Linked DNA regions of Mus musculus: regions 2, 3, 4, 5, 6 and 7 are each linked to region 1. The links are chromatin contacts, called in public ChIA-PET, HiChIP or PLAC-seq and Micro-C maps. All regions are on one chromosome and are shown on one strand. Each heading gives the region's core, a stretch centred on a gene start, on an enhancer-like site or on the middle of the called end of the contact. The rest is flanking DNA. Distances are from core to core; before and after follow the strand shown.

What was found. A called contact is a pair of places that touch in the nucleus more often than the background predicts. ChIA-PET counts read pairs in DNA pulled down with a chosen protein or histone mark. HiChIP or PLAC-seq counts read pairs in DNA pulled down with a chosen protein or histone mark.
Region 2: an H3K27ac HiChIP or PLAC-seq map of epiblast stem cells shows a contact between it and region 1, with 3 times the contacts expected there. The contact joins the enhancer-like site here to the promoter of Mirc35hg in region 1. A contact is called at or near these places in 2 of 39 promoter capture datasets (both in liver), 1 of 484 Hi-C or Micro-C datasets (bone marrow-derived macrophages), 4 of 115 datasets of contacts at active chromatin or transcription factors (T-cell acute lymphoblastic leukemia, craniofacial prominence, epiblast stem cells and 1 more) and 1 of 9 other capture datasets (embryonic stem cells).
Region 3: a Micro-C map of embryonic stem cells shows a contact between it and region 1, with 5 times the contacts expected there. The contact joins the promoter of Smo here to the promoter of Mirc35hg in region 1. A contact is called at or near these places in 2 of 39 promoter capture datasets (both in liver), 2 of 484 Hi-C or Micro-C datasets (bone marrow-derived macrophages and embryonic stem cells), 6 of 115 datasets of contacts at active chromatin or transcription factors (craniofacial prominence, embryonic basal ganglia, epiblast stem cells and 3 more) and 1 of 9 other capture datasets (adipose tissue).
Region 4: a contact with region 1 is called in an RNA polymerase II ChIA-PET map of memory CD8 T cells, with 9 read pairs. The contact joins the enhancer-like site here to the promoter of Mirc35hg in region 1. A contact is called at or near these places in 4 of 39 promoter capture datasets (the C10 cell line, cranial neural crest, hematopoietic stem and progenitor cells and 1 more), 1 of 15 datasets of contacts at CTCF or cohesin (the NIH/3T3 cell line) and 1 of 115 datasets of contacts at active chromatin or transcription factors (memory CD8 T cells).
Region 5: an HNF4G HiChIP or PLAC-seq map of pancreatic cancer cells shows a contact between it and region 1. The contact joins the enhancer-like site here to the promoter of Mirc35hg in region 1. A contact is called at or near these places in 2 of 39 promoter capture datasets (cranial neural crest and liver), 2 of 15 datasets of contacts at CTCF or cohesin (the NIH/3T3 cell line and large pre-B cells), 4 of 484 Hi-C or Micro-C datasets (the HPC-7 cell line, the MC38 cell line, bone marrow-derived macrophages and 1 more), 16 of 115 datasets of contacts at active chromatin or transcription factors (craniofacial prominence, embryonic basal ganglia, embryonic forebrain and 10 more) and 2 of 9 other capture datasets (adipose tissue and macrophages).
Region 6: a contact with region 1 is called in an RNA polymerase II ChIA-PET map of memory CD8 T cells, with 6 read pairs. The contact joins the promoter of 1700012C14Rik here to the promoter of Mirc35hg in region 1. A contact is called at or near these places in 2 of 115 datasets of contacts at active chromatin or transcription factors (memory CD8 T cells and pancreatic cancer cells).
Region 7: a contact with region 1 is called in a Micro-C map of embryonic stem cells, with 2.3 times the contacts expected there. The contact joins the promoter of Strip2 here to the promoter of Mirc35hg in region 1. A contact is called at or near these places in 17 of 39 promoter capture datasets (the 3T3-L1 cell line, the C10 cell line, the HPC-7 cell line and 13 more), 2 of 484 Hi-C or Micro-C datasets (both in embryonic stem cells), 9 of 115 datasets of contacts at active chromatin or transcription factors (craniofacial prominence, embryonic midbrain, embryonic stem cells and 4 more) and 1 of 9 other capture datasets (embryonic stem cells).

The regions. Positions count from the first base shown.
Region 1 is chr6:30,172,321-30,176,184 of GRCm38.p6, reverse strand. It overlaps Mirc35hg (microRNA cluster 35, host gene), which reads left to right and starts at 2,060. Exons shown (of 2, transcript NR_126540.1): 1 at 2,060-2,505.
Region 2 is chr6:29,715,006-29,718,869 of GRCm38.p6, reverse strand. Tspan33 (tetraspanin 33) reads right to left here. Exons shown (of 8, transcript NM_146173.3): 6 at 2,037-2,165; 7 at 1,519-1,680; 8 at 312-1,333. The coding sequence ends at 1,232. Among named protein-coding and RNA genes, the nearest start is that of Smo, 19 kb to the left of the region's middle. Within about 2 kb of position 2,004, at least 23 of the 459 cell types and tissues checked have an H3K27ac peak or open chromatin away from gene starts, as enhancers often do. A contact at or near this core is called in T-cell acute lymphoblastic leukemia and epiblast stem cells, where this site is marked.
Region 3 is chr6:29,733,773-29,737,636 of GRCm38.p6, reverse strand. Smo (smoothened, frizzled class receptor) reads right to left here and starts at 2,140. Exons shown (of 12, transcript NM_176996.4): 1 at 1,284-2,140. The coding sequence starts at 1,626.
Region 4 is chr6:29,791,526-29,795,389 of GRCm38.p6, reverse strand. The region is part of intron 1 of Ahcyl2 (S-adenosylhomocysteine hydrolase-like 2); the gene reads right to left. Among named protein-coding and RNA genes, the nearest start is that of Ahcyl2, 25 kb to the right of the region's middle. Within about 2 kb of position 2,094, at least 41 of the 459 cell types and tissues checked have an H3K27ac peak or open chromatin away from gene starts, as enhancers often do. A contact at or near this core is called in memory CD8 T cells, where this site is marked.
Region 5 is chr6:29,847,022-29,850,885 of GRCm38.p6, reverse strand. All of the region lies in intron 1 of Ahcyl2 (S-adenosylhomocysteine hydrolase-like 2), which reads right to left. Among named protein-coding and RNA genes, the nearest start is that of Strip2, 68 kb to the left of the region's middle. Within about 2 kb of position 1,860, at least 82 of the 459 cell types and tissues checked have an H3K27ac peak or open chromatin away from gene starts, as enhancers often do. A contact at or near this core is called in the MC38 cell line, the NIH/3T3 cell line, adipose tissue and 5 more, where this site is marked.
Region 6 is chr6:30,459,236-30,463,099 of GRCm38.p6, reverse strand. It overlaps 1700012C14Rik (RIKEN cDNA 1700012C14 gene), which reads right to left and starts at 2,115. Exons shown (of 2, transcript NR_131049.1): 1 at 1,971-2,115; 2 at 1-139.
Region 7 is chr6:29,915,055-29,918,918 of GRCm38.p6, reverse strand. It overlaps Strip2 (striatin interacting protein 2), which reads right to left and starts at 1,906. Exons shown (of 21, transcript NM_177204.3): 1 at 1,689-1,906. The coding sequence starts at 1,844.

The DNA.
Region 1 (3,864 bases), core at 811-3,310:
AGCTCTTCACCGACCGGAGCCCCGGGCTGTAAGCGATCTGGGATATCGGGTCCCTGGGGACCGCCCCCTCACCACTCCGGTCCAGCTCCAGTTACTGGTCGAGCCTGCTACCTAAAATATGTATGAGGACCTTGCGGGTGCAATTTCACGGCCCCTCCTAGAGTGAGGCTGGGGGGTCTCAGGGTGAGAAGGGAGCTGCGCGGGCAGCAAGCGACGCTGGCTCTTGGGCGGGGGCTGTCTCGACTTTCAACAGAGCATTTAAGAAAGGTAGAAACCGGATCCATCTCACCCGCGCCCCCGCCCTTCGAGTCCGACGGCGGGACCCCGCAGCCGAGCGGCTAGCTTTCCGTTCTGCGGTGTCTGGTTCTCGACAGCAGGTGAATGGGCCCAGGCGAGGCGCGGGGGGGCGGGGCGTACGCTATAAAGGGGCGCGGCAGGACTAGGGGGTCACTCGCAGCCGGTGTGGCCTGCGCGTCCGAGCACACAGAGCTGTGACCGCCTGGTGCCGGACAGGCCTAGGGACCAGGTAGGGCGTGAGTGGAGATGCCGGCCGGCAGTGAGGTTCAGGGCCACAGGGATGGAAAGGGAAGGAGGCGGGACAGGGAGGGTTAATGTAGAGTCACCACACCCCCCTGAGGTCTGTCGGGTCGTGCCCTGCTCTTCCTGTTCGGTTCTGGTGCATCACGTCCCATCCCCAACTGTGCTGGGAGAGGGACAAGCGGGTCCTGGCCTTCCTGCCTTGGGGTGGGTCTTGCCTCCGGAGCCATCTGTCTGTAACATCCATGGCTGAAGCAGGTCTTGCCCAGGAGCTGAGTATCTAGAAGGGTTCGTATCTGCAGCGTCATTCTCGGACCCTGGCAGACAGCAGGGGAGGGAGGAATCCAGGGGCTCGGTTCCCCTAATCCATTTACTTCGCTTGAGCTCAAGGTTTTCAGTCTCAGCGCAAGGGCCCTTTAGTTTGGTGGGAACATCAGCTAAGCCCCACCCCACCCCCACACCCGGTTTTAGAGGCTTCTAGGCGGTCAGACCTGCCCGGATTCATTGGGAGAACTAGGAGCTAAAAGGGAGGAAGGCGGATTAACGTTTTATTTTAATCTGGTTTTGAACTGTGGTTGCCGTCTGGGGCAGCCGGGCGCGGCAGGGAATGGGAGGGCGCTCAAAGCAGGGGAGGGGGATGTGCGCACTCTCTGGTCTCAGGATGCTGGGGAGAAGGAAGAGGCCACTTCAAACGAGACAGCTAGGGTGTACCTTAACTCTGCTCCTCCCCAGAGGCTCCGGGGTGGCATCCTAGCTAAGAAGGTTCCGAGGGATCTAATCCCCGTCCTCGTTCCAGATGGCCCCGCCCCCTCCCGGGGGAGCCACTGCGGCAGTGGAGGGGCAGGAAGGGAGATGGGAAGGGGTCTGGGGGTGGCTTCCCTTCCCCTCCCCCTTCCGGGACAGGCGGTCTTTGTTCCCTGCGGCGGCGGCGGCCAGACACCTGTGAGGCTTCAGGGCTAGGCAAAGGTGGGTTAGGACGAGTGGCGAGCCTCTGGTGCCCACTCCAACTCTCTACCTTCGGGCCAGGGTGCTCCCACCGAGGCAGAACAGACTGTGGCCAGTTCTCCGGCTGCAGAGTACCGTCTAGTGTGGTCCCACAGTACTCCTGGCCTCCAAACGCACTTCCCCTCCCCCAGCCCAGAGTCGGATTTCCAAGTTTGCTGTGCTACACACACCTTGGCTAGCAAGGGGTTCAGAGGGAGGTGGGATGGTAGGGCATCGGGGCACACCTCGGCCGGCGGCACCCCAGCCCAAGGTAGGAGGCTAGAACAGCGAGTGGGCAGCGGGACCCCTTAGGGGCCAAACCCAGCTGGGTTCGGCGAACAGGCGGGGCTCGCGACGTATCCGCAGTCCCGGTCGGGCGTGCCCTACGACGCGCACCAACCGGAGCAACATTCAAGGTGAATCATCTTCGGTCCGCCTCCCGTCCCTCCCCCGCCCCACAGCACCTGAGCCAATGGCGCGGCGCGGGGGGCGGGCGGGGCGCTGGGGGCGGTAAAACCCTCCCGGAGTCATTATCTCTGCACTCCGTCGAGCCCCCGGGTCTCGGCGCCGGAGCCTGCTAGCCTCCTTCCTTGAACACGATCGTCACACCTGGTGCACCCCTTTCGTCTGCCTCTGGGGCTCGGTGACCATTCAGCCCTACCCCGCCTGCTGCGTGGAAGAGGCTCCTCCTCAGGTGGCTCGGCCGGGGCCTTCCCCTGCAGACCTGTCACCCGACACCCAGGAAGCGCGCGGCCCCATCCCGGCTCCTCTTTGTTCCCCCGCTGGGCTCCGCGCTCCGGCGCCACCTCCTCCCGCCAAGGTCCTGGTGATTTGGGGCGCCGCTCTCGGCTCAACCTGGGCACGCCTCAAGTTCTGTCCATTGGGCCCGCTCCAAACGAGGGCCCTTTTTTTGCCTAGTTCCTCGGGTGTGGACTCGGAGCAGAGCTGGGAGGCGGCGGTGAGCCCAGCCCGGAGCCGGCGCAGGTGAGTGTGCGGGGCGGGGCCGGGCGGAGCCAGTGCTGGGCCAGGGAGAAGGTGGAGCGGGTGCCGGAGGGCCAACAGTTCTAGCACCCAGTTTTGTGGGCGGCCGGAGGGGCAAGCAGAGGCCACGTCGTGGCTGTGGCCTTCGGGGATGACGCGGCACTGTGAATTCCTGACTTCCTTGGCCTTTTGGCGGGGATGCCGGCGAGGTGCCAGGGGACGGGGCCCTCAGTACCATGTGCACCGCATCCAGTGCGGTTCCCGGGGCGGGAAGAAAGCGGGGGGCATTTTGAGCCTAGGTTGGGTTTGGCTCGGTGCCTGATGCTGCCCGCCCTAATGTCGCCTCCCGGAGGAATTCGGCTGGGGTCCCGGGAGTTTCGCCGCCCTGTTGGGCCTGGGAGGAAGTGCAAGGCCGGGAGGCTGGCCGCGACGCGGGCTGGGGAGCGTTCCTGCGTCGAGCTGGTTTCTCCAGCCCCTTCTCAGGGTTTCACTGCAGGTTGGTTATCGCTTCCGTGGCCCGGAGCCTGCCCCGCCCAGTCCCCTGGGAAAAGCTGGTCCAAGAACTCAGCTTGCCTTCCTTCTGTATCCTCCGGCCTGGAGCAAGCGGATACCAGTTCTGAGTCCGAACCAATTCGGTTAGCAAGGGCTGCTCCCAGGTCCCCAGAATCCTGCCCCCGGAACATGTCTCGGATGTTTTACTAGTCGGTGTATCCAATAGTTACCGGCAGTGGCGATGCAGCCCAGGCATCAGGGATCGCTCAGTTCTGCGGAGCCCTACAGGCTGAGCCCTTCCTTCATCCTTGGCACCCCTACACTAAGTAGAAAGATCTGCTAGCGCAAGGGATGCAATTCTGATTAGGAGATTAGGGACAGAGATGGGGGGCGGGTGCCCTATTGGGCGCCGTCTCTGTCAGAGATAGTTAGGACAGGGCCTTCTAGGTTTCCTGCTGGCTAACCTCCTGAGGACTAAGAGTCCAGTTTTCACACTGAGCCAGGTACCTGTGTTACACGTCCGCCCTGAGACTCCGTGCACAGTCAGTCTAGCCTGCATCACCCTCTGCCTAGACAAACCTTGGGCATCATGTTTCTAGATTTCTGTTCCGAGGTCAATCAAGCCTTCTAAGAAACCCAGTAAACCGAGCCCACCTTTCATCCTCCACTTGTTTTCTTTAGGGCTTCTAGCCACCCTTTCAAACAGTGAGGGGGGTCAGTGGGTGGGAGATTATTACACAAAGAAGAAACAATTTCACTGTAATAGTCTCCCTTGTGAGGATTTCGTTTATTCTTATTTTCCACTAGGAGTATTAACGGGGTCCAGTGGCCCTGGGAACGTGCTTGTGCTGTGCACAGCTGAGCACACTC
Region 2 (3,864 bases), core at 755-3,254, 460 kb after region 1:
TCCCTGCCCCATCCTAAATGGATTTCAACCCACTGTAATGGGAAAAAAGCAAGCAAGCAAACAAACAACAAATTAAGGTTGGGATTTTTGGATAAGGTAACACCATTCCTACAGATCTGTACCTTGAATCATTCTACCTAATTTAGACCCGGGGGTTCGACCCTAATGTAGGTGGGTCATGCGAGGGAACTGGAGGCTTTGTGCACCTCAGGGGTCTCAAGTCTCTTCCAGAAGGCAGGCCCACAGTTTGGTTGGTCCCTTCTACGTTTCTTCTAGTTGCCCGAATGGAAAATTGATGTAGGACAGCTTAGCCCATGTCAACAAACTTTTATTGCCATTTCTGCCAGATTCCCGATTCTTACACTGTAGAAACACTGAGTTCTGGTGCAGGGGATGCGGGTGGGTGGTGGTGCCACTCCTCTGCCAAGTTAAAGAAAACCCCACTTGCTGGGGCGGGAAGGCCAGACAGAGAGGAATTCAAGGGCATGTATGGCTTAGTCCGGCACGCAGAATTTAGGGACCACGGTTCCAAACATTTTACAGAGCGGGTGAGGATGAATTTGGCTGCTGTTATACCCCTTGCCCTTGCAGCCTTGTTTCCATGGAGACGAGGGAGGAGCAGGATATAGCTCACTCTGACTACCTGGGAGTGCGGCTAGGCAAGCATTTGGTAAACATACCCCCTTCACTCCTATCCCCCATGTGCCCTGCGGTCCCGATCCGACCCCTAGGTTCCCTAGGCTCCCGCTGCTCTGCCCGCTGCACTCCCAGCCTCTCTGGAGGTGGAATTGTGCCAACTGGACTCCTGCAGGGCTGCCAGTATCTGTGCACAGCCAGGACTCCCTGGCAGCAGACTCTGTCCACCTAGCTCAGCAGCAGCCCTAACAGAGCTGTCTGTTGTGCCTCAGTATGCAGCTAGTAATCCTACAGCTTTCTGTGCCGCTGCAGTTTCCACACCTCTGCCCAGAGGAAACTAAAAACACAAACTCAAATGTTCAAGGTTACAAACAGCATGAAATAAACCTCGGACAATGCTGAGGCTAGGATGGGGAGATGAGGCACATCTTTCGGAGACCTGAGCCATCTGTGTCCTGCCTTCTGGAGCTTGCTTCTTTCCACTGGGCCCTCATTTGGGGGCTGGAATCCAAATCTGCACTGGGTGCTCTCAGCACCCTCTGCTGCTGGTCCGTGAGATGCTCGTCGCCATGGTAAGGAGGCGCAGGAAGGATTCTCAGTACCACGGGTCAGCTCGGTGCTGTTGGTTGTAGAGCTGTAGCTTGATCTGATCTTTTATTTGATTCACGAGGACCTGGGATAGCAGGATTCCCACCAGCTGCAAAGGGCAGAAAGGAATCAGGGGGGGACTGTCCTGCTATCCCAGGCTCAGTCCTTCCAACGCAGCAAGCACATCCCTCTCTGGTCCCTCTGCTATGTCAGTACCCCACTGACCCCTGGATGTCTCCACAAATGACAACCTTTGCAGAGTGTGAGACCTACCAGTTGGGCAGGGTAAGTTACCTGGGGGATGGCCAGGCCTAGTGCCACACCACCAAGCAGGAACAGGTTGCTGTGTATCCAGTTGACCAACTTGTCAATACAGCCATTGGTGTAGATGACCTTACTAGCTTCCAAGTAGTCCAGAGCCTGCATACCTTGGCCACACATCGTGTTGATCACTGCCTGAGGAAAATGTTGAGAAGCCAAATGGTACTCCCACACCAAGAAACACTGGCTGACAAACCTGCCAACTTTCCCAACCCCCCTAAGTTGTTAGTGAATGTCTGTAGAGAACACTGGAGTAAAACTGGCTAAATACAAAACTCCTTTCCTTTGAGCTCTCTTGGCCCAACCCTCCCCTTATCTCTGTCCCATGTGGGCTCAGAGTAAAAGGCTGAAGCGACCATCGCAGTAGGGTGAAGACAAACCTGCAGAGCCACCTGGTTAAGCTCGGGAAGGAGTGTCACCATAACAGCTTTTCTGCCCAGGAAGTAACTTGGAGCTTACTCGTGAGGAAATGACAGGCGGTGTTTGCTCACCTGGTTGGGGGTGGGCAAGCAACAGGAATAAGGCACAGAGCAGCGCTCCCGGCTAGGGTTGTCCTCCGAGCAGTTGAAGTACATATTCTGAGACCAGTCTCTGTAGGAGATCCCTCCACAGCAGCTGAACTGCAACACAGCCCACCAGAAAGGTTAGGAATCACTGATCCCCCACACTGAGGCGGCCAGGGGACTCACCAAGCTGAGCTTCCATTGTAACTTCAAGGTACTGCCAAGCACATGAGGGCCCCAAGCTCCTCCGTTCTTTCACTAAAGAAATTCTCTGGGGGTGGGTGGCTATGGGGGACTTTTGGTATAGCATTGGAAATGTAAATGAGCTAAATACCTAATAAAAATGGAAAAAAAAAAAGAAATTCTCTTAATTCCTTCTTTATCTCATTATAACTTAGTGCTTTATACTCCAGCTGGCTTGTGCACACGCGCATGCACACACACACACACACACACACACACACACACACACACACACAGAGAGAGAGAGAGAGAGAGAGAGAGAGAGAGAGAGAGAGAGAGAGAGAGGTTGAGAATTCAGATTTTACCTCTTGAGAGAAGGTTCTGAATTTATAACCTATAAAACAGTCTGGAAAAGGAGATATTCAAGATTACTGGCTTGGACCAGGGGTGTTCAGCAACAGAACATATGCTTAAAGTGTTTGACCCCTGGATTCACTCCAGCACTGCCAAGGGAAAAAATATTTTTAAAATATCCAAACCCAAAACCTTGACATAAGAAAAAAATCACAAGCCTGGCATGGTGGCACACGCCTTTAATTCCAGCACTTGGGAGGCAGAGGCAGGCGGATTTCTGAGTTCGAGGCCAGCCTGGTCTACAGAGTGAGTTCCAGGACAGCCAGGGCTATACAGAGAAACCCTGTCTTGAAAAACAAAAACAAAAACTAACAAAAAAAAAATCACAAGAAGAAAAATCTTCAGTATCAGGAGCTCACAATTACTCCACGGAAGCAAACTGGGTCTCAAAGCTGAGGGCTGCTGAGTCAGAAGAACAGAGATGCAGCACTGCTGTTGAAGATGCCGTCATTCAAAATGTAACTGAGTCACAGCAGCCTAAACTAGAACACCAAACGTGAAAGTGACTGAGGTGTCCACCCATGGATAAACAGAACGAGGAGGCAGTCACACCGAGTACTATTTAGCCTTAAAAAAGGGAAATTCTGACACATGCTACATACAGCATGGATGACACCTGACAACATGCCAAGTAAGAGTAGTCAGTCATGACAGGACACATAGGTATAATCCCATTCACAGGCTGTTATATTCACAGGGGGTTGAATGGTGGTGGCCTCCACGAGAGGGAAATGGAAAGAGTTTAATGGGCACAGTTCAGCAGGGAAAGAAGGAAAGGTGTGTGTGTGTGTGTGTGTGTGTGTGTGTGTGTGTGTGTGTGTGTGTGTGTGTGCGCCTGTGTGTACACGTGCCATGGCGTATAAGGAAAGGCCAGATGACGACTTTTGGGAGTTAGTTCCCCCCTTCCACAGTGGATTCCTGGAATCAAGCTCAGGCTCTCTGTCCGGGTTTTATAAAAAGCACGTTCAGGCTCGAGAGATGGCTCAGCGGTTAAGAGCATTGATTGCTCTTCCAAAGGTCCTGAGTTCAAATCCCAGCAACCACATGGTGGCTCACAACCATCCGTAATGAGGTCTGATGCCCTCTTCTGGTGTGTCTGAGGACAGCTGCAGTGTACTTATATATAACAATTTAAAAAGCAGGTTCACCCACTGAGCTGTTTCACTGTCCTGAAGAGATTTTTGCCTGGTTTTGTTGTTGAGATGGGGGTTCCTGTAAC
Region 3 (3,864 bases), core at 891-3,390, 440 kb after region 1:
CTTAGACAACCCCTGTGAAAGCGTCATTCGACTCCCTCGAGAGGTCTCCACCTATAGGTTACTTTAGAACCTTATCTCCATAGAATACAGTTCTATCTTCTCGGTACCCGCCGTCCTCCAAGTTCCTGCTCCAACATCTGCATCAAGCCAAGAACCTTAGGACCCCAGGCAGCACTCAGCTACAACTGAGAACTCTAGTAGTCAAGTTGACAACACACCTCAGCCCAAGACAGTCAGCCTACGGTTCACACTACCTCCTAGTCGGAGCCTCACAACCTCAGAGGAAGAGCTAAAGCTAGGGACACTGTCAGGCTCTCTGGTTTGCTCCGGGCTCTCAATTTTATTTTCTTTTTCCATCAAGGACAGCTTTTACATCACACCGAAGTGGGGGTTCGGGGTGGGGAAGAGGGATGGGAAAATGACAAGGACTGTCCCCTCCCCAGCACCCTACAGGCTCTCAGTCCAACTGGGTGACAGGCAGAGAGATAAACCATCCTAAATAGCCTAGGAAGGACTTGTTTGATGTAGTCTGCTGTTTTCAGGCTCTGTCACAATCCTACCCCAAGGAAAGGACTTTCTGCCACTCTGGACGGTGCCCACAGGCTCTCAACACCCCAGACTTAATGTTCCTCCACAGCATACACTGGCGTGAGGCTTCACATTTCCACAGAGCCACAAACAACTGTTTAAATCGTCTCCCTCCTTCTTAACCCGAGTGGATCAGAGCTTCCATTTTTCAGATAAGGAAACTTAAACGGGTAAAAACAAGACAAAAATCATTGGTTCCCTGGGCTGATCTAAATCAAGATTACCAGGTGGTTCGTTTGGCTTTTTAGTTACTACAAGGAGGCATTTTTTTTTTCCTTCTCAGAATGTACAAGTTTTCCTCGCCCCTTCCCTCCAAATCCTTAAATGTCTTCCACCTTCATCCTCTCTTTCTTCTCTACAACTCAGATTGCCTCAAGGTCTGAACACTGCCCAGAATCCCCATGGACTGTTGCTTCACGAATACATCTCTTCTCCCTCCTTGCATCCCCCTAACCCCATCCTTACTCGGGCTCTTTGTGACCGACTGGCTTCCCTGGTCTCTTGCCCCGACCCCTTCTCCAACACGCAGAGTCTCCTTCCCGCACGCAACCTGTCCCAAAAGTTCCGGACTCGTTTCTCCAACTATTCCGGGTGCAAGCCGCGCCCGCCCAACAGTTTGAGGCCTGAGCCTTTTCTTTCCGTCAGTGGCCGGTCCCATCACCTCCGCGTCGCAATCCCGACTCCCGCGCGCTTACCGGACCAGAGCACGAGCTTGCCGTGCGCTTCCTCCTGCGAGTCCGAGTCCCCAGCCAGCAGCGTGGTGGTGGCTCCGTAGGGCAGCGCCGAGCCCAGGCACACGTTGTAGCGCAAAGGCTCGCAGTGGGCGGCCCGGCCGCAGTGGCTCAGCAGCGGCGGCGGAGGGCTGGTCACCGGCACGTCCCTCCTCGAGCTCCCGCTGGCGCTGTGAGGCCCAGGCCCGGTCACGTTCCCGCTCAAGGCCGCCCCCCGGCCCGGGCCCCCCAGCAGTACCAGCAGCAGCAACTGCAGCAGCCTCCGGGGCGCCAGCTCGGGCCCACGCACGGGGCGGCCAGCGGCCATGGCCAAACAGCCAACTCAGCAAAAGCTGAGGCGCCCCGGAGCTCCCCGGAGTCCCCTGGCCACACACACGACCCCGGGGGCCGCGGAGGCTACTTAGGCGACCGGTGCGCCCCGAAAGTCTGGGGCCAGCTTTCGCCAGGCGCCGCGCGCGTCCGGGCCCCTCGACTCCCAACTTTGCAAACTTTGGAACCCGGGCCCCATGTTGAGCAGCGCAGGCCCGGGCCAGGATGCACAGACCCCGGACTCCCTGGCCTGGAGATCGAAGCTGTCTTCAACCCTGGGAACCCTCCGGGGCCCCGATCTCCAGCCCCATTCCCTCTCCCACCATTAAAACCGACTCCCAGCCCCTCGATGGAGGCCAGGCGCCGGCCGGGGGGGGGGGGGGGGTGCGGGAGTGGGTCCCCGGCTCCGCCCCCACGCCAGCCCGCGGCCCAGCAGCCACCTCCGCGCGAGCGCGCCGCAGCCCCCTGAGCTCTCCCTGCCGACTACCGGGCTCCTTTGTTGCTCTAGCTGGCCCTGCTCTCTGGAATGCACGGGCCTCGCGGAGCCAAGCCCGGCCCCCCCATCCGCGGAGGCTGGGGGAGGGCCCGAGCGAAGAAAAGCAAGGGGAGAGTCAGACGCTGGAGAGGAGGAGCCCCAGCTTTGGCGGCCTAAATGCCCGAAGGGGCTGGGGTGGGGGTATTCGGGAACCTTCACCCTACAGAAGACCCTCGCGGGGGGGGGGGGGGGGGGGGATGCGTGCAAGTTGTGTCCCAGAGGCACTTGACTGAATCTTTAGTTGGTCCTAAGGTTGTTTGACGTGACTTTTAGGAGAGGACATTTCTCTCAGTTTAGGGTGGCAGGGGGATGCCTAAAGCAGGCAAGAGTTTTCACTCCATTCCTGCCCAATTCCCCAGCCCTACCAATCTTTTCTTGCTTTTTGTTAGTTAGATCTTTCTCAACTTTACCTAGAACCCTGGTGGAGAAGAACCGGAGTTTGGGGGTTTTGCTTCTTTAAATTCTTCCTGCTCGAGATATATATGGGGAAATAACCTCGGAGTCACTCAGAGTAGCTGCTGTTACCTGTGGGGACAGATGTCTATCCTGAGAACATGTCAACACCAAGCCTTTATCGCTCAGGTATGTCAGGGCTGGATGGACTGTGATTTCCATCAACTGTCCCTGATGCACCTTCGGGTTTGTCCGCAGGAAACTAGTCCATCTTGGATGAATACCTGTGGCCCAGCTGCCTCATGAAGTTTCTGTCGTTCCCTTCTCCACTCAGTTCTTCTTTCTTTCTCTCTTTCTTTCTTTCTTTCTTTCTTTCTTTCTTTCTTTCTTTCTTTCTTCCTTCCTTCCTTCCTTCCTTCCTTCCTTCCGTCAGTTCTTTCTTTCTTGCAGCTTCTTTAAGTCACAGCTCCCCTAAGCAAGTCTCCCTCAACGGCTAGGAGACTGGACTGAATGAACCTTGAGTAACTTTTCCTTGTTGACGGACAACTCAATAGCATAGCTTTTCATTTCTTGTTTCTGTAAGAATAGCTCACAGTCAGCCAGATATAGATCGTTTCTGTTATCTCTGTTGTTTAAGAGCAAATTGACTCCTACACTTCAGATACATGCTTAATTGGTACCCAAGTCTCCAGAACTATGTGAGGAATCTAATTCAATTTGGGGGCTCATTTTGTGTTTTAATTTTATTCTTGTTGGTGTGATAAAATATCCTGACATAGCAACTATAAGGCTAAAAGGATGTATTCTGGACTCACAATTCTAGGTCATAGTCCATCATTGTGGAAAACCTTAGACAGGGACCTTAGCTGGTTGCATCCACAATCAAGAGCAGAGAGAAATGAATACATGCATGCTTACTGGTACTCAGCACCTTCTCTGTACTTAACACAGTCCCGGATCCCCTGTCTTGGGAATGGTGCTGCCCATCACAGGCAGACCTGCCTATATCACTTAGTGTAATCAAGACAACCACCCACAGACACACCAACAGGCTGGCTTCATCTAGAGATCCTGCATGGAGATTCTCTTCCCGGAGGATTCTAGATTGTATCAAGTTGACAATTAAAACTTTCAACAGAGCCTGGCGTGGTGGTGCATGCCTTGGGAGGCAGAAGCAGGCGGACTTCTGAGTTCGAGGCCAGCCTGGTCTACAAAGTGAGTTCCAGGACAGCTAGGGCTACACAGAGAAACCCTGTCTCAAAAAAAACAAAAAACAAAAAACAAAAACAAAAACAAAAACCCTATCAT
Region 4 (3,864 bases), core at 845-3,344, 380 kb after region 1:
ATTATATTTATCTGGCATCTGCCTAAAAATCTTAACTATTCACCCTTTTATCAAATGATAAGTATTTAATAAGGAGGGGCACAAAAAAAAGGAAACTTGACTATAAACAATTTTTCTCTGCCTTTTATCTAAGATGGGATAGAGGGCCCAGAGATCTAAGGGTTTCTTTTACTCCGATTCTAACTGAAGGAATAGATAGTGCTTGACCATCCTGCCATAACAGCTTTGTTCCCTAGTAACTAAATGGAAGGGGTGGACAGGCAAAAGTAGTTCTAACAACTCATAGATAAGAAGGCAGAATCGCTTAGGCAGATCAGGTTTTACAATGAGGAGGGTTGAAGGAACTGCAAACCAAAGTATTAAAATACACCTAATAGTCTCTTATGTCCCTTAACTTATTTTTCAGTAAACGTTTGACCTTCTACCAAGTAATGTAAAATATAAGTCTGACTGGATAATTATAAAACCCTTTAACTCAGGACTTCCCATCAGCACTGAATATTACTCAGAAAAGAAAAAAGGAGGAGCTCGTGGTCCAGGGCTCGCCTAGACCGTGGGTTCCCTGCAGAAACAAAGAGGGAAAATGGGAAGTGAAATTAACTCGGGGGAGACAGCAAGATGGCTCAGCAGTGAAAAAGGCTTGACACAAACCCAGTGACTAAAGTTCAATTTCCAGAATCTACAATGGAAAGGAAGTAACTCTCAAAAAGTTGTCCCCTGACCTCCACAGGCAGGAAGCGGTACACACAAGCCATGTCATACAACAATGAACAACAAATATAAACAAAAATACCTTTTAATGTTCATTTCAAAAACTAAATACTGTATTTTGTTGATATGTGCTATATGTGTGTATTAAATGAAAAAAAGACATAAATATAAATTAAGAACCAAATAAAATTATCAGGTAAGATAGGTATAAACACCATAAACTTTAAAAATATAGAATACACAGCCAGACACAGTGGTCCATGCCTTTAATCCCAGCACTCAAGAAGCAAAGGTACCTCTGTTTGGGGCTGTAATTCCCAGTCCTACTACTCGAGCATTTTATTAATACTTTCTATATCCTGTGAACTTTATGCCAGCTTATCCAGTTTCCTTACTAGTCCCCTCTATTTAGATGTCCCACAAACACCTCAAGTTCAACATAATTAAATTAAGCTATCTTCTATTATTGATACCTCCTGTATTGATCAACTCACCACCCACTCAAATGGTAGACAACTGTAGATTTCTGAGTATTTCTTTCTGTTTTCCCTTTCTTATTCCTATTCACAATGAACAAAGACTGGTGTGTCTGAAGACAGCTATTGTGTACAAGTAAAATAAAATAAATCTTTAAAAAAAAAAAAAAAGAGCCAGGCGTGGTGGCGCACACCTTTAATCCCAGCACTTGGGAGGCAGAGACAGGCAGATTGCTGAGTTCGAGGCCAGCCTGGTCTACAGTGTGAGTTCCAGGACAGTCAGGGCTACACAGAGAAACCCTGTCTCAAAAAAACAAAAACAAAAAAAAAAAACAAAAAAAGTTCAAGCCCATCCTGGGTTATATAAGGAGCCAAACCTTTGTAACAAGGCCCCCGTCTCAAAAAATAATCAGATAAAGGAAAGTGAAAGAAGAGAGGGAGAGGAAGAAGAAAGGAAAGAGGGGAGGAAATGCATAGCTCACTTCTGAACAGCTTTCAGAGAAACACTGTGTAGATTCTACCATGCCTCATTTCCTTCTGGCACAATAAGAAAGCCTCAAATCATAGACTTATCTCCAGCCTGAATCCTGGAACAAAACTACACTAAAGACATCAGCATATGCAAAAAACAAACCATGTTTAATAACTACTGACATCTGGGAGCTGCTTGTGACCACAACATAACAAAGACAAAAATTATTTATATGGTACATCATAAGATGACAAGCTCATTTGGTTTTAATCAGATTTCCTACAACTGTTATTCCTGCCTTTCCAATCCACCCTAAGACTTAACTGTATTCACCTGCCTCTGCCTTTCAAGTGCTGGCACTGCAGGTGTGTCCATGACCAGCCCAAGAAACTTTGAACAGAATTCTTCTGAAGAGGATTATGTAAGCCTACACAATGACTCCTAACTGCCTACCTATTCTTCCCTCAACCTCACCACAGAAGGCCTGAGATCCTCTACTAGGCCCTATCTTGCTCTAGTGAATACTTAATATTATCTCTCCAACTATAAATCTGACCTCCTTGAGAACAGAATATACCTTGCTCATCTCTGATGTCCAAATATCTACCAATGCAATAAATAAATTAATATGAAAATTATACCACTTATTGAGCTAGGCATGGTGGTACATGCCTTTAATCTTAGCCCTGGAGAGGCAGGGACAAACAGATCTCTGTGAGATCAAAGCCAGTCAGGATAGAGACCTTATCCCCCACCTCACCCCCCCAAAAGAAAGAATGAGAAAAGAAAGAAAAAAGATAAAAGAAAATTATACCACTTATAAAAACACTAATTGTATTTTTTCCAGCAAGGGTATATACAAAAATATAAGATATGACTCTATCATGTTAAAAAAAATTATAGAAAATTTAACCTATTTAAGTAACTCTTGATTTGCTTCTATCTTTATTTTCTGAGAATAATTATGGCACATCTCTATAATGAGAGCACTGGGAAGGGTGACACAGAAGGATCCTCAGCTTGGGCAACATAATGAGATTCTGTATGAAGAAGAGGAGAGCATTTAAACAAACAAACAAACAAACAAACAAACTTTAAACTCTAGAATAAAATAGAATATACATGGCTAAGAGCAAAGTAGACCATGAATGGGGGCGGGGGTGGTCAATGAAAGAGCAGGAGGAGCAGGGAATAGCTTATAGTAAGTGCAGGTCTCTGAATCCAGACAATTACACCCTCAAGCAATGAGAACTTCAAAGAAAAGTAGTAACAGAACTGAAAATAAGAGCATTCAACTTAAATTTCTAATTCCAAAGGAAAAAGAAGACTATGGTCTTTAACATGGATTAAGAGAGTTTAACAGAAATATCAAATCTAAATAACGATTGTTATGCTAGTCAGTTCTTAAGTTCACTACTAATTAAAATTAAAATATCATTCTCAGATTAATAATCAACGATTTAATCTCAATTTGGATAGGAGTATCTAATGTTGCTATAGAATTTGAACTCACTTTAGATGTTTACCACAACCTTGAAGAATTTTGCTAATGATTATAAGGCTATCAATAAAGGTTAAGTGATAGCATGGAACAGTAAAAAAAAAAAAAAAAAATCACATATGCACAAGTAGAAATAGGCTGAAAATGAAGAGCTCAATATCAACTTCAGCACGAGAGATCAACTTAAAAAGCTGGGCTAGAGAAATACCTCAGTGCCTAAAAGAACTGGTTGCTGTTCCAGGACACCTAAGTTCAAAGTCCTAGCATCCACATGATGGCTCACAACCATTTGTAACTCTGCTTCTAGAGTATCCAATGCCCTCTTTGGAGCTCCACTAGGCACCAGGCATGCAGGTTATATATGGCTGTATATATAGGCAAACACGTATACTCATAATAAAGTTTAAAAAGTTACAAGTTAATATAATCAACTGATAATAGTACAGTGATATGAACAAGAAAGAAAATTGTTATTGGTTAAGCAGTATCTTGGAATATGACCTCTTATTTGGGAGATATTACCTATAGATAATAAATAGGGTCAGAAGAGGATCATCAGGATAGTTTAATGGATCTGATAAGTAAAACCATATGAAGAACCACTAAGAGAATCAAGAATGAAATGCCTCCAAACAGAAACTGGAGACAGCTTACACTAGCAGCTTGACAGCACACCTGAAAACTCTACAACAGAAAGAAGCAAA
Region 5 (3,864 bases), core at 611-3,110, 330 kb after region 1:
TGAATAGACAGGGACGACTGCCTTTATGGTCATGTTAAACCATGGAAGCAAATGACTCTGAAGGGAACTAGAATTAGCAATACACTGAAGAAAATATATCATGTTGGCACCCTAAACATAACTTGTGTTTTCTTAGTGTAGGTTTAACTAAAGCAGACTTCATTTGAAAGCTACAGTGTTACTCCCCTTTCTGTACTGTCTCTACAATAAAAAAACAACAGCTATTTCGCCTAGACTTTAGGGCACATTAACTGACATGAACTTTGGAAGACATAAGAGACAGGTATATGTTAGAAACTTGATCCCAATAACTACCCTTCGTTATAATGTATCCTACAAGATCCATTCACAGCCAGAGCAGGAGTGACGCAGACTCCACACATGACTATACTACAACAGCATTTAGGTGAGGGGCTAGCAAGCTCAACAAACTAGACTAACTCTAGAAGCCATCTATATCACAACTCAAGAAGCTTGCTTTAATTCCAAAAACAGCTAAACATCCTGTATGCCAGCTGTGTTCCTACCAGTGGTGACTTCACAGAACAATCACAACCTCTGAGGCTATGCCAAATAACCCAAAGTCAGAGCAAGCACATGCTCACAGTGGAAAAGGCATCAAGGTAGGACTTCTGGAGGTCAAAGTCAGAAAGCACACACATAGAGAAGTCACTATGTGTACAAGCTTCAAGCATTTGGAACCTAGAGCCACAAGGCACAGGGCAATGAATTAGAAAATCCTCGAAGATTGTTCCTGTGACTTCCTATGTCTTGGGCAAATCACCTGATGACTCTCATGACAAACTGAGGGGAAAAGTGGACTATGAAAAGATCCAAACATTCAAGCCCAACATTCAGTATTTCTGATCCACTTAGTGTCTCTGAGGCCATAAGAAAATGCAGTCATGATTCTTTAGTCACAGAAGCTATTGGTTATTAAAGGCTAAAGTTCCTAGCCACCTGGGTTCAAAGATCAATCTACTTAGTTATGAGGTTGGTTTGAATTGGTAGGCCTCAGATGTCCCATACCTGGTTATGGTTTGGATGTGTCGAAGACTTGGTGACCAGATTGTGGTGACCAGCAAAGTGCTCATATGACCATGGATGAAAATCTGAAACCATGACACAAAATGACCTTCTCCTTTATAAGCTGTTTGTGTCAAACATCTTGTCAGAACAGGATGCTACCACGCCTCCTCAAGCTTGAAATGCCAATGATAGCAGGACTTGAGCCCTCCCTCCCGTCTCCCATCCTCACTCATGGGAGGACTCTCACCTCTCAGTTTCCTCATGTTCTGAAACTGGTGAAGATTTAACAGGCTTTAGGTTAGCTCCAACACTTTCTGGGCTATCATCAGGCAAACCAAATACTTTTTAAAGCCTTTGTTACCTCATCTGTTAAAACATGATAACAATACTATTCTTATAACGTTGGTTTTTAAAAAGGTTTTATGTGTGTGAGTATTTGCTTGTATATATGTACATGCACTGTATGTGTCCAGTGCCCGGGGAAGCCAGGGAGGGCAGCAGATCCCCTAGAACTAGAATTATAGATGGCGTAAGCTGCCATCTTGGTAGTGGGAACCAAACCTGGGTACTTAAAGGAGTAAGTGCTCTTAACTGTTGAGCCATTGTTCTAGGCCTTATATTTTTAAAATAAAGATTAATATGCATGTTTACATAAACCCAGTACCAGGAAGCTACACTGGCCTTAACCAGGTATAGCAGAGTAGCATTAGACTGCCTGGCCAAGCCTCTCCACTCACTGTGTAACTTGAACAATTACCTAGTCTCCTTGTGCCTATTTACTCCTCTGTTAAAGGGAAGTTTTGAGAGGATCAAGTAAGTTAATAAGTAAACAGCAGAGTAGGGCACAGGGGCGATGACTCACTGGGTAGTGAGCTTCCTGCCAAGCCTCACAACCTCAGCTCAATGTCTGTAATCCAAATATCCAAACGGTGCAAGGAGAGGACCCACCCCGGGAAGCTGTCCTCTGACCTCCATACAAGTACCACTGCACATATTTTACACACACACACAAACACACACACACACACTCACACACCCCAAACAAACAAACAAAATGATAAATGAAAACAAAACAAAAAAGCAGAACCAGACGTAGTGACCCACATCAGTAATCCCACAGTCAGGAGGCAGGGCTGGAGAATATGGCTAGGCTATATGAAACCTTGTATTAAAACAAATAAAAATGGTAAAAAGTACTCAAAAGAGCAAGGACAGCTGGATGCTCCTAGGGCGGTATGAACTTTACTATTATTGCTATTATTCCACCTGTGGAGGCCCACAGAGATGCTGAATTCACTTACATATACACGACTGTCAGTACCTTCTTTATTTTAAATCTCATCAAATCACTTTCTTCTTTATAATGCTCCAAAACTGCCTTACTTTACTCAAAACGAAGTCCCAAGGAGCATTATAAAGGAGCATGCCCGAAGCTCACTCGCCTGGTCGCAGCAGTACAGCAGCAAGACACAAGAGGATTCTTGTCTCAAAACAAACATAGAAGGCAAGAACTGAGTTTGGAAAGTTGTTCTTTGACCTCCCCACACATGCTATGGCAAGCATATATATGTGTGCACTCACATACCATACACATACACAAATAAAAAGGTTAAACATAGACTCAAGTCCACAAATTACTAAATAACCCCTGTCATAGTCCACATTAATATGGATATGGCAGTTGGTCATATTTGCTTATTTCCACACTAGAGTTTAAGCTCTCCCTGAGATTAGCGTCTTATTCCTGTATTTCAGGTGGTTAACGCTTACAAGACAAACAGTGAATGCAAGCTGCTGAGAGAAGATGATTCTAGGACAGGGACCTCAGAGGGAAGGAGAAGGAAAGGAGACAGGTGTGAGGAAGAAGTGACAAGGCAAACAGAAACAGGCATAACCAAGCTGTGACCAGGGAGGCAGCTGTGTACCCTCCTGCCACTTACTAATCCAACCAGGTCTCTCAGATAAGCAATTAAGCCGTTAGAGACTGCAGTACACTTGAGCACCCAGCTACTGTATTCCCTTCCTGTTACGTCTTTTAACCTGGGAGTGGAGTGTGGACTTAAACCCACAATTCTCCTGACATAGCAAATTCAGACATACTTAGGTCAGGGTTCAGTCCGCCTCAAACCTGCCTCCAAGAAAAGTCAAGGTTTATCTTAAAACTTCTGAAACCCTAAAAAAAACAGAATGAGAAAGAATTTACATTCAGCATTCTTATGGGATTGGGCACTGAAAGTGGCAGGTAAAAATACTGAAGTGTGTGGTTATTAAATGTCAAATGCATAGTTTTTACTATAGTCTTTCCTTTTAAATAAACTTTCTAGAAACATAATTTATCTACATAAAAAGTACACTGGCACACACGTTTAATCTCAGCTCTCAGGAGGCAGAGGCAGGCAGATCTCACAAGTTCAAGGTCAGCCTGGTCTACAAACTGAGTCCAAGACAGCCAGGGCTACACAGAGAAACCATATGTGACAAATACCAAAACAAAACAAAACAAAACAAAAAACAAATCAAAAGGTTGTAGCTTGATAAAATTTTAGAAGTCACTACACCTACATCTCACTCATAGATAAGAACATTTTCAATACCAGAGTTATCTAGGTTAGGGTAGCAGTGTAGCTTTGTAGTAGACTGCTCGCTGACAATGCACATGTGTAAGCCCAGAAGTCAGTATCTGAGAAATGAACAACTAACTTCCTTTAGACCCCACAGCACTGACTGATTTAAGGTAGAGATGAAACACCTGTCTGTGATTTTTTTTCTTTTTTTTTTTTTTTTTCCATTTAGATCAGGTCTAACTACATAGTCTTGGATGGCCTGGTACTGGCT
Region 6 (3,864 bases), core at 866-3,365, 290 kb before region 1:
ACTGCAAAGTCGGGAGGGAGGGGTCGTTGACTGAAGAAACTGTTGGAACTTGCCACTGTGGCCACATGCAAGCAAGGAAGTGAGTAGCCTCAGGAAGCAGAGAGGCATGCAGAACGCCAGTCACAGCTGCCGAGGCTCCCTGTCGGAAAGAAGAGATGTGCAGTTCTTAGAGGTCTTAGAAGAGGCCTTCTAGTCGTGCCTCTTCTCCCCACCCCCAGCAGCTCCTCCCAGTGCCCAGAAGGCAGAAGGCAGAGGCAGAGAGAAGATGCTTGGGCTGTTGTCTTCCTCTGCTATGCCCGACGGGCAGGGTCCTGGGCCTCAGGCTGACTTGAATCACTCCAATCCTACTTTAGATGTTATCAACCATGCCTCCTACAGCCTGGCTGCAGTGACCCAGCCTATCTATCTGAGTGCAGCATCCCCTTCTACTGTTCGCTTCTTTCCTACATAGTGGCTACACACTGGATCCCTCTGCGGGCCTCACTGGAAGTGTGTCACATTGCTCTGCAGCTTGTAGGAGGTAGCAGGCACCACAGGCCTCTACAGATTGCAGGACAGGTGGAGGGCCCCCGCCTTCTGAACCCAGGCCCCTAGCTATCCAGCTAGCTGAAAGTGTTTATTGAACACCTACTTTGTTCCAGGCTCTAAGGACTATGGAATGAACAAGATAGAGTCAGCTCCTGTCCTCCTGATGGTGGAACAAACAGGCAGTAAACTCTATGACCATGGGGGAGATGGGAAGGGGACAGAGCCGGTAGAAGGGTCAGGGCAAAGGCCTTGGAGTCTTCCTAGTGGGACCCTAGCTTTGACTCTTCCTCACTGAGATGATATTTGAATAGAGAACCGGAGATGGAGGACAGACCCACAGAAACGCAGGAGGAAGAGCGAGCCACTGGTGCCAAGGCCCCCAACAACACACTTCATCATCCAAGGAGCGGCACCATGGCTGGACTAAAGGGAGCATCGTGGCAAGACACCAAGGTCAGGTAGCTTTGGAATCCCCACGCCATGGAAAGAGCTGAGATGTGGCCTTTCTGGGCATCTTACAAGGAAAACGCGTCCATCTGTTGCCTTGTTCTGGTCTGAAAGGTATCTCCCCCCCCCCCAGCCCCCCCCCCCCCGACAGATCAGGTGCTTCCACTGGCTCCAGGGAAAGGCTCCGGAGCTGGGATTTCCAAATCTTGGAAGCCTCACTGCCAGGAGTCACCGTGTGGCCTGAGGAAACCAAGATACCTCATACAGATTCCACATAGTCCCTGTCTCTACTGCTGCGTCCCTGGGGTCAGAAGAAGACCAACCCATAGCTTCTGTCTTTTTTCTCCTGGCCGGGCTATTCAGATGATAGCTAAAGACAAGGCAAGCTGCCTTATCTTCCCCAAGCCGGGACAGAAGGAGTTTATGAGGACGCTGATAGGAACCCTGAGAGGCTACTGGCCCTCTCAGGGTGCTCCTCAGAAAAGTCTCAGTGTGTGGTAATTATCTGGTTAGTGAGGACTTCAGCTGACCTCTGAAGAGTGACAGGACAGTCCTCCTCCTTCAGGAGATGGTGACCCACACCCATCAACCCATGCTGGGGTTACTCTGTTCTTCTCATGGTGCCACACAGGAGCTGGGCCAGTCTGGAGGAGAAAGGATGCTGGAGCCTTACTCTCAGGGGAGGAGCGCTCTCTTAGCTCACTCTCCAAGAACTGGGTGGGGAGTCTTTCAGACAGAACCTGTCTTTGGCCCTGAGTCTCATCCTGGTGACTGAGCCGGGCTTATCCCCGTGGCTTAGCAGAGCGAGCGGCCATGGAAGCTTTTCTGGACTGGGCTAGCAAGGCGTGAGGGTTTAAGCATGTGCCCGGAGAGCTCTGGCACCTGTTTGATACTTCCCAGGTTGATGGTGGCATTTCTGGTGTGAATCCAGCCCCTGGAGTATCCAGGTCCCGGGCTCCATCTGCCACCTCACTTGAGGGTGCCAGGCCCCTCACCTCTCCTACTCCAGGCCCACATCACCTTCCAGAATAACCCCCATCAGGAACGCGGCTAGGATCTTTCCTCCCTGTTGCTTTTCCAGTGAGGCCTCTTTTCCCCTTCATACAAGCACTTCCGAGAGAGCCAAATCGACCGCCCTCTAGGTTGCCATGGAAACAGAGCTTTCTTTCCTCCCTCCTGTTTACCTTGGTCAGGGGACTGCGACAAAAAGCAGCCTGTCGCAGGAGGAGAAGGGAGGGCGGGGGAGAGCGGAGGGAGAATCAGCTTGCCTTAAACCAGATCATTCCGGTTTGGAGTGGTTCTCTCCCCCGCAGCCCTAGGCCCCTCTTGCCACACTGGGCTGTGGAAGGCAGGGAGGGAGGGAGGATCCTCATCCTGCGAAGCTTTAGTGGAGAAGGTCCTACACCCGTGGTACCCCGTCCTAATTCCAAGTGGACCTGTCTCCCTCAAGGCCAGAGTTTGGCCTCCAGTGCATCCTCTGGAGGTGCTGCCCCAGGGTGACTGCTGTGCTCAGGTTGGCTCCCCACCCCAGGATAAAGAGATGGGAGCTGAAGGCCAGGCCTTGCTCTGTATATGTACTCTTGAGTGCCCTGGCCAAAGTGGCCTCACCCTATTTACCAAAAAGATCATTGTCGTAGCCTCGAACTTAAAATTTCCCAACTAACTGCCTTGGAGCGCGATTATATATCAGTGCCTTCTGAGCACCGCCTCTCCTCGCCCTAACTTTCCAAGTCTCCTGCAGTTTTTCTGGTTTCTTTCGTAGGCTTCCTCCCCTTCCAGAAGCCACCAGGAGGTGGTGGGTGCTGTCCCTGAAAAGCTTTCTAGCTCTTTGTGCTCCTCTGAGCCTTGAGCTAAAGTACTCTATTCTCAGTACCTGATTCCTCTAACCGGTTTGCTGGGTAGAAGCCCTGCCTCCGGGTGCTATCAGCCTGAATACAAGGTTGTGCCCCGGTGGCATCCCAGCCGGTTGCGTACCCACTAGATGCACAGTTAGCGTGGGCACCGGCCGCTGCTAGTCGCGGTGCCCACGACCAGGACCAGCGCTGCTCGCCAGGGGGCGGCAGAGAACCCACCCTGGGCAGCTTCTCCGCGAAGCACGAGGCCATTTTACATTCGAAAAATCCTGACCTGGCTCCGCATCTATGTGGACACTGGGAGCTTTGCCGGGACAAGTGACTGGCGGTGGCACCTGGGGGACTTGGCGCTCGCTTCCAGAGCAGCTTCCCGTCCCAGGCACAGGCTTCATCGTGCTGCACTGCGGCTCCGCGGAGCCCCGCCCACCTGGGGAAGGGTCTGGTCCTTTATCGGTGCAGTGAGAGTTCTTACCAAGGAGACCCTTCCTCTGGCATTGGGAGAGCTGGTAACTCCCTTGGCAAGAACACTTTGGTGGCCCTTGGCTTATCCTCCCGCATCCCAACACAATGTTTTTGTTTGGTTTCTGATTTTGTTTTAAGAAGCCCTGGTTGGCCTGAAACTCAGTGTATATAGACCAGGCTAGCCTCAAACTCACAGGTCCACCTGCCTCCGCCGAAATGCTGGGATGAAAAAACGAGGGTGCACCACCACGCCGGCTCCAGCACAAATTAGCTAAGCAGAAAGTGGACAGAGTGACGCCTGACTGCAGCACGTGGCAGATATGGCTCTGCTACCCTGCAGGGAGAGAAAGTGGGCCTTGCAGTCTTAGAACCTTCTGAGGCCCAGACTCTTGGTAGCTTTAGTGAGATGGTTCATAAAAGATGAACTGATCTGCCCGTCCCTTCTGAGGTGACACACACTGACACTTGATGTATTTCACAGATGCAACCGCTGTGAGGATCCTGGCTTGGTGTTGAGTGCCAAGAATAGTAAGTGGCCAGCGTGTGCCGCTGTCTGTGTCCTCTCTTCACCAAC
Region 7 (3,864 bases), core at 657-3,156, 260 kb after region 1:
TCCAACATGGCCTCACCACCACAATAGTCCTCTGAAACCATGAGCCAAGATTAAACTTTTCCTTCATCGAAAAACACACCAATGTCTCTCTTGAGGAAGGAGGTATAAGGCACTTTTAAAAGAAAATCCCTACAAAGAAACCCTGTCTGTACAAGATGGTGACTTTGGGGGCAGTTTCCCCTGCTCCATTTACCTTTTAGGAACTAGGAGACGGGGGTGAGAGCTTAATGGCAGTGTATATGCTAGTGTTGGTCTCTGTACAACAAATAACCAAATAGACAGATTGATCACTTTGGAAACTGTGAAATACTATTTAAATGAATCACCACAGACTAGGACTCCCTCTGCCCCTTAACGAGAATGATGACAGTTATAAGTACTGACCAATTAATTATATGAACTGTTTAAAAGGCTTTGTGTTCGATTATCTCAACCTTCTGAGTTATTCAGTGGTAACTGTTTTACAAAAGAAACTAGGTTAGTTAATTTGCCTAAAGCCACACAGATAATAAATGGAGGTACTGAAACAGACAGACAGACAATTGGCCAGACAGACACTGAAACTTGGTGGTTTTGGCCATTCACTGTCAGCCAAGTGTCTGATCTCAGGAGAGTTGGTTTTATCTCTTTTACCTTTTGTCTCTAGATGACCAGACCCCTTTTCTGCTGCTGGGGATCAATTTAGAGTCTTGTGTAAGCTACACAAGCACTCCATCACTGAGCCACATCCCCCCAACTCCGTGGCTTCTACGTAGTAAAATGAAAGGTTAGGCTCACTGTGGTAGCATATTTTGTAATCCTAACACCTGAAAAACAGAGGCAGGAGGATCAAAGCTCTCCTCAGTTACACAGTGAGTTCAAGCCCAGCCAGGGCAAGTTGTCAATAGACGTTGCCATGGGCTGTCTCAAATAATTAAATCCAGATGAAATCGAATCAAATAAAGGCTAAACCAGATGACCTTCACATCCCCTTCCACATACATTTCGTTCCCCCTGAGTCCCTGCTTGTATGCAGTTTTGCTCTTGGTTGATAGATGGAATATGGCTAGATAAAATGTAGGGGAATAATAATAATTCATTCCTTTCCATGTCCCAAGTTAGTTTTTTTTGGTTTTGGTTTTGTTTTTTTCCTAAGAAAAGGTGGAAGATATTTAAATAGCCATCCCATTAGCTGCATCCTGGGACTGCTACTCTCAAACGTCGCCCTGGTCCTATCCCAGCTTGAATCCTGTCTTTCAACCCTCCTAGAAAAGGGGCGAGCTGTTCGCGGAAGGCGCTCCCTAAGCCACCGCCATCACCCGAGGGCAGGAGATATAGCAAGGGGAAGGCTGGTGCTCCAGGCTGGTCTGGTCCAGTCCAGTGCCAGTTGCTGCAGTGTGAAGAGGGAGGGCGTGCTGCCCGCCAGCCCACCCTCCCCTCCCGCGGCAGAGCTCGGGCTCCCGCCCCTCCGTCCAGTCCCTGCACCTCTATGCGCTGGTTCCCCATCGGTACACCGGGATCCAAATTCCGGCTTCACCGGGCGGCAGCTGTCAAGTATCTGGAAAGTATCTGTTACGCTCTTCGCGCCGGTTAGGAAAACCGCAGGCCAAGGCAAGAAAGCGGGCGACCCGCAGCGGGAAGGGACCGGGCTGAGGGCCGCTCCACCTCAGCCGCCGCTTCCCGCTGGCGGATACCTCCGGGTTCCTCACCTCCGACTCCCGCCGCTGGTTGCGGAACGTTTCCCTGCCCTTGGGCACGGCCGGCTTCCCTTTGCCGCCGTTGCCGTTCCCGTTCCCATTGCCGTTCCCGTTGCCGTTGTCATTAGCAGGAGAGCCGGCGGGCCCCGGTGCCGCGGGGTCGTCCATGCTGGGAAGGTTCCCTTCAGCGGTTCGCCTCAGCGGCTCCCTACCGTAGCTCCAAGATCTCTGCCCAGGGCGACCCCGCCACAGCGCGCGCCCGGGACCAGGCCCCGCCCCCTGAACTCCGATTGGCTGTAACTACTCTCCGAGGCCCCGCCCCGAGATGCGATTGGCTAATCAGCCATCCAGAGGCGGGGGCTCTTTCAAGGAATATTTTCCCCATGGACCCCCGGCATTTTTACTGCTCAGTTGCTGGTAGCCTGGGACTAGTAGACTCCACGTCCAGCTCCACGATTCGAATTCTGAACCCTGAGCGCAAGGCGGCTTAGCTCCGTGCTGCATGCTCTTTTCAGTGCTGTTCCTGTCCCACATAGCAGCCTTTTCCTGAGAGCCCTAGTCCATCCCTGGTCCAAAGTGCCTACGTTTCGGCGGTACTAGACCCGGACCCCCTCATCCAGGCTGCTGCACGCCTGTGACATCCCGCTTTGTCGCAGAAAGGGCTTGGCCTTCAGGATAACCTGAGCCACCACACCATAAACTTACCCTCTCAGGAAGCTTTCGGAAGAGAACTCTTGGAGGAGAGAATGAGAGTTGCGGGGAGGGACCTAACTGAAATCCCTGAGGGCTGCTCCCTGTCATTTGTCCCTAGCTGTGTGGGCGCCTTCTTTTTGGTGCGAATAGATGGCAAGCTCCCACCCTCACCCGCTGCTCTTTCCTTCCCATTTCTAAAACAATCCTAATCTAAGTCTAAGATGTTGAGTTCGATCCCCGGGTCCTCACTTGGTGGAAGGAGAGAATGAACAGCCAAAAGTTGTCCTTTGACACCAGACCTCCACACATGCTCCTGGTGTCCTCCCCGATTCCCATATACAAACAAATAAATATTTAAATTGAAAAGAAAAAAAAATCCTACGCCCTAAGAGCTAAAAGTAACCAGAAGGTAACCGGGTAGTTGAAGGCTGTGGATTCGGCTCTCTCCCGAATACAATTTAAATATATTGGCAGGTCTGGCTTGACAATGGATGAAGGGAATGGGAGGGACCAAATCGCTATGGTAACCCATGACTTTAAGACAGTGAAAGGATCATTGAGTTGGGACTGTGCCAAGCGTTGTATGTGTTTTCTTGGTACCACACCTCTTCCGGACAGGTTATTTTTTACGAATCCAGTTTTTATTGATGAGGAAATTCTGAAGCACAGAGAACACCCAAGGATTACATTAAGTCTTGTCTCAGTGTGGTAAGTATGCTGCTCTATAGAAGAAACTTCCGTTCACTTGGTTTACTTCAGTCTTGGCGTTTCAATTGCTGTGATAAAAATCCATGACCAAAAGTAACTTGGGTAAGAGAGGGTTTGTTTCATCTGATAGCCTACAGCTCATTACCTAGGGAAGCAGGAACTGTGCTTTCTGGCTTGTCCCTCCTCGCTTTTTAATACAACTGCTTACAGTGAGCCAGGCCCTTCCACATCAACCATCAGCCAAGAAAATGCCCCATAAACTTGCGCACACACAGGTCAGACTGCTGGGGTGTTTTTCCTCAATGGAAATTCCCTCTTCCAAAATGACTCTTTCTGGTGTCAGGTTTGCACAAAACCAGCCAGCACAGCTACTGATCTTTAAGATGACTCCTACTTCTCTACATTTTTTTTTTTTTTTGATCCTCCTAACTGTATTAGGTATGTTGCTATCAAACCAACTTTGCTGGGATCCCAAATTCTAGTACTGTATTCTTCTCAACCAATGGAATTATTTCTCCTTTTCTTAGGAATAATTCCATTCTTTTTTAGACATGGTTTCACATTGTAGCTCAGAATAGCCTAGAACTATGTAGCCTAGCCATGGTAACCCTCCTTCATCCTCCTGAGTACTGGAACTACAGACATGAGACTTTGTACAGATCTTAACCCCATTTCTTTAAAAAAATATATTATTTATGCATATGAGTCTTTTGTCTGTGCAGCAAATGCTTCCTGGTGCCCATGGAGGCTAGAAGAGGGAAGATGTCCTGGGACTCGAGTTACAGAT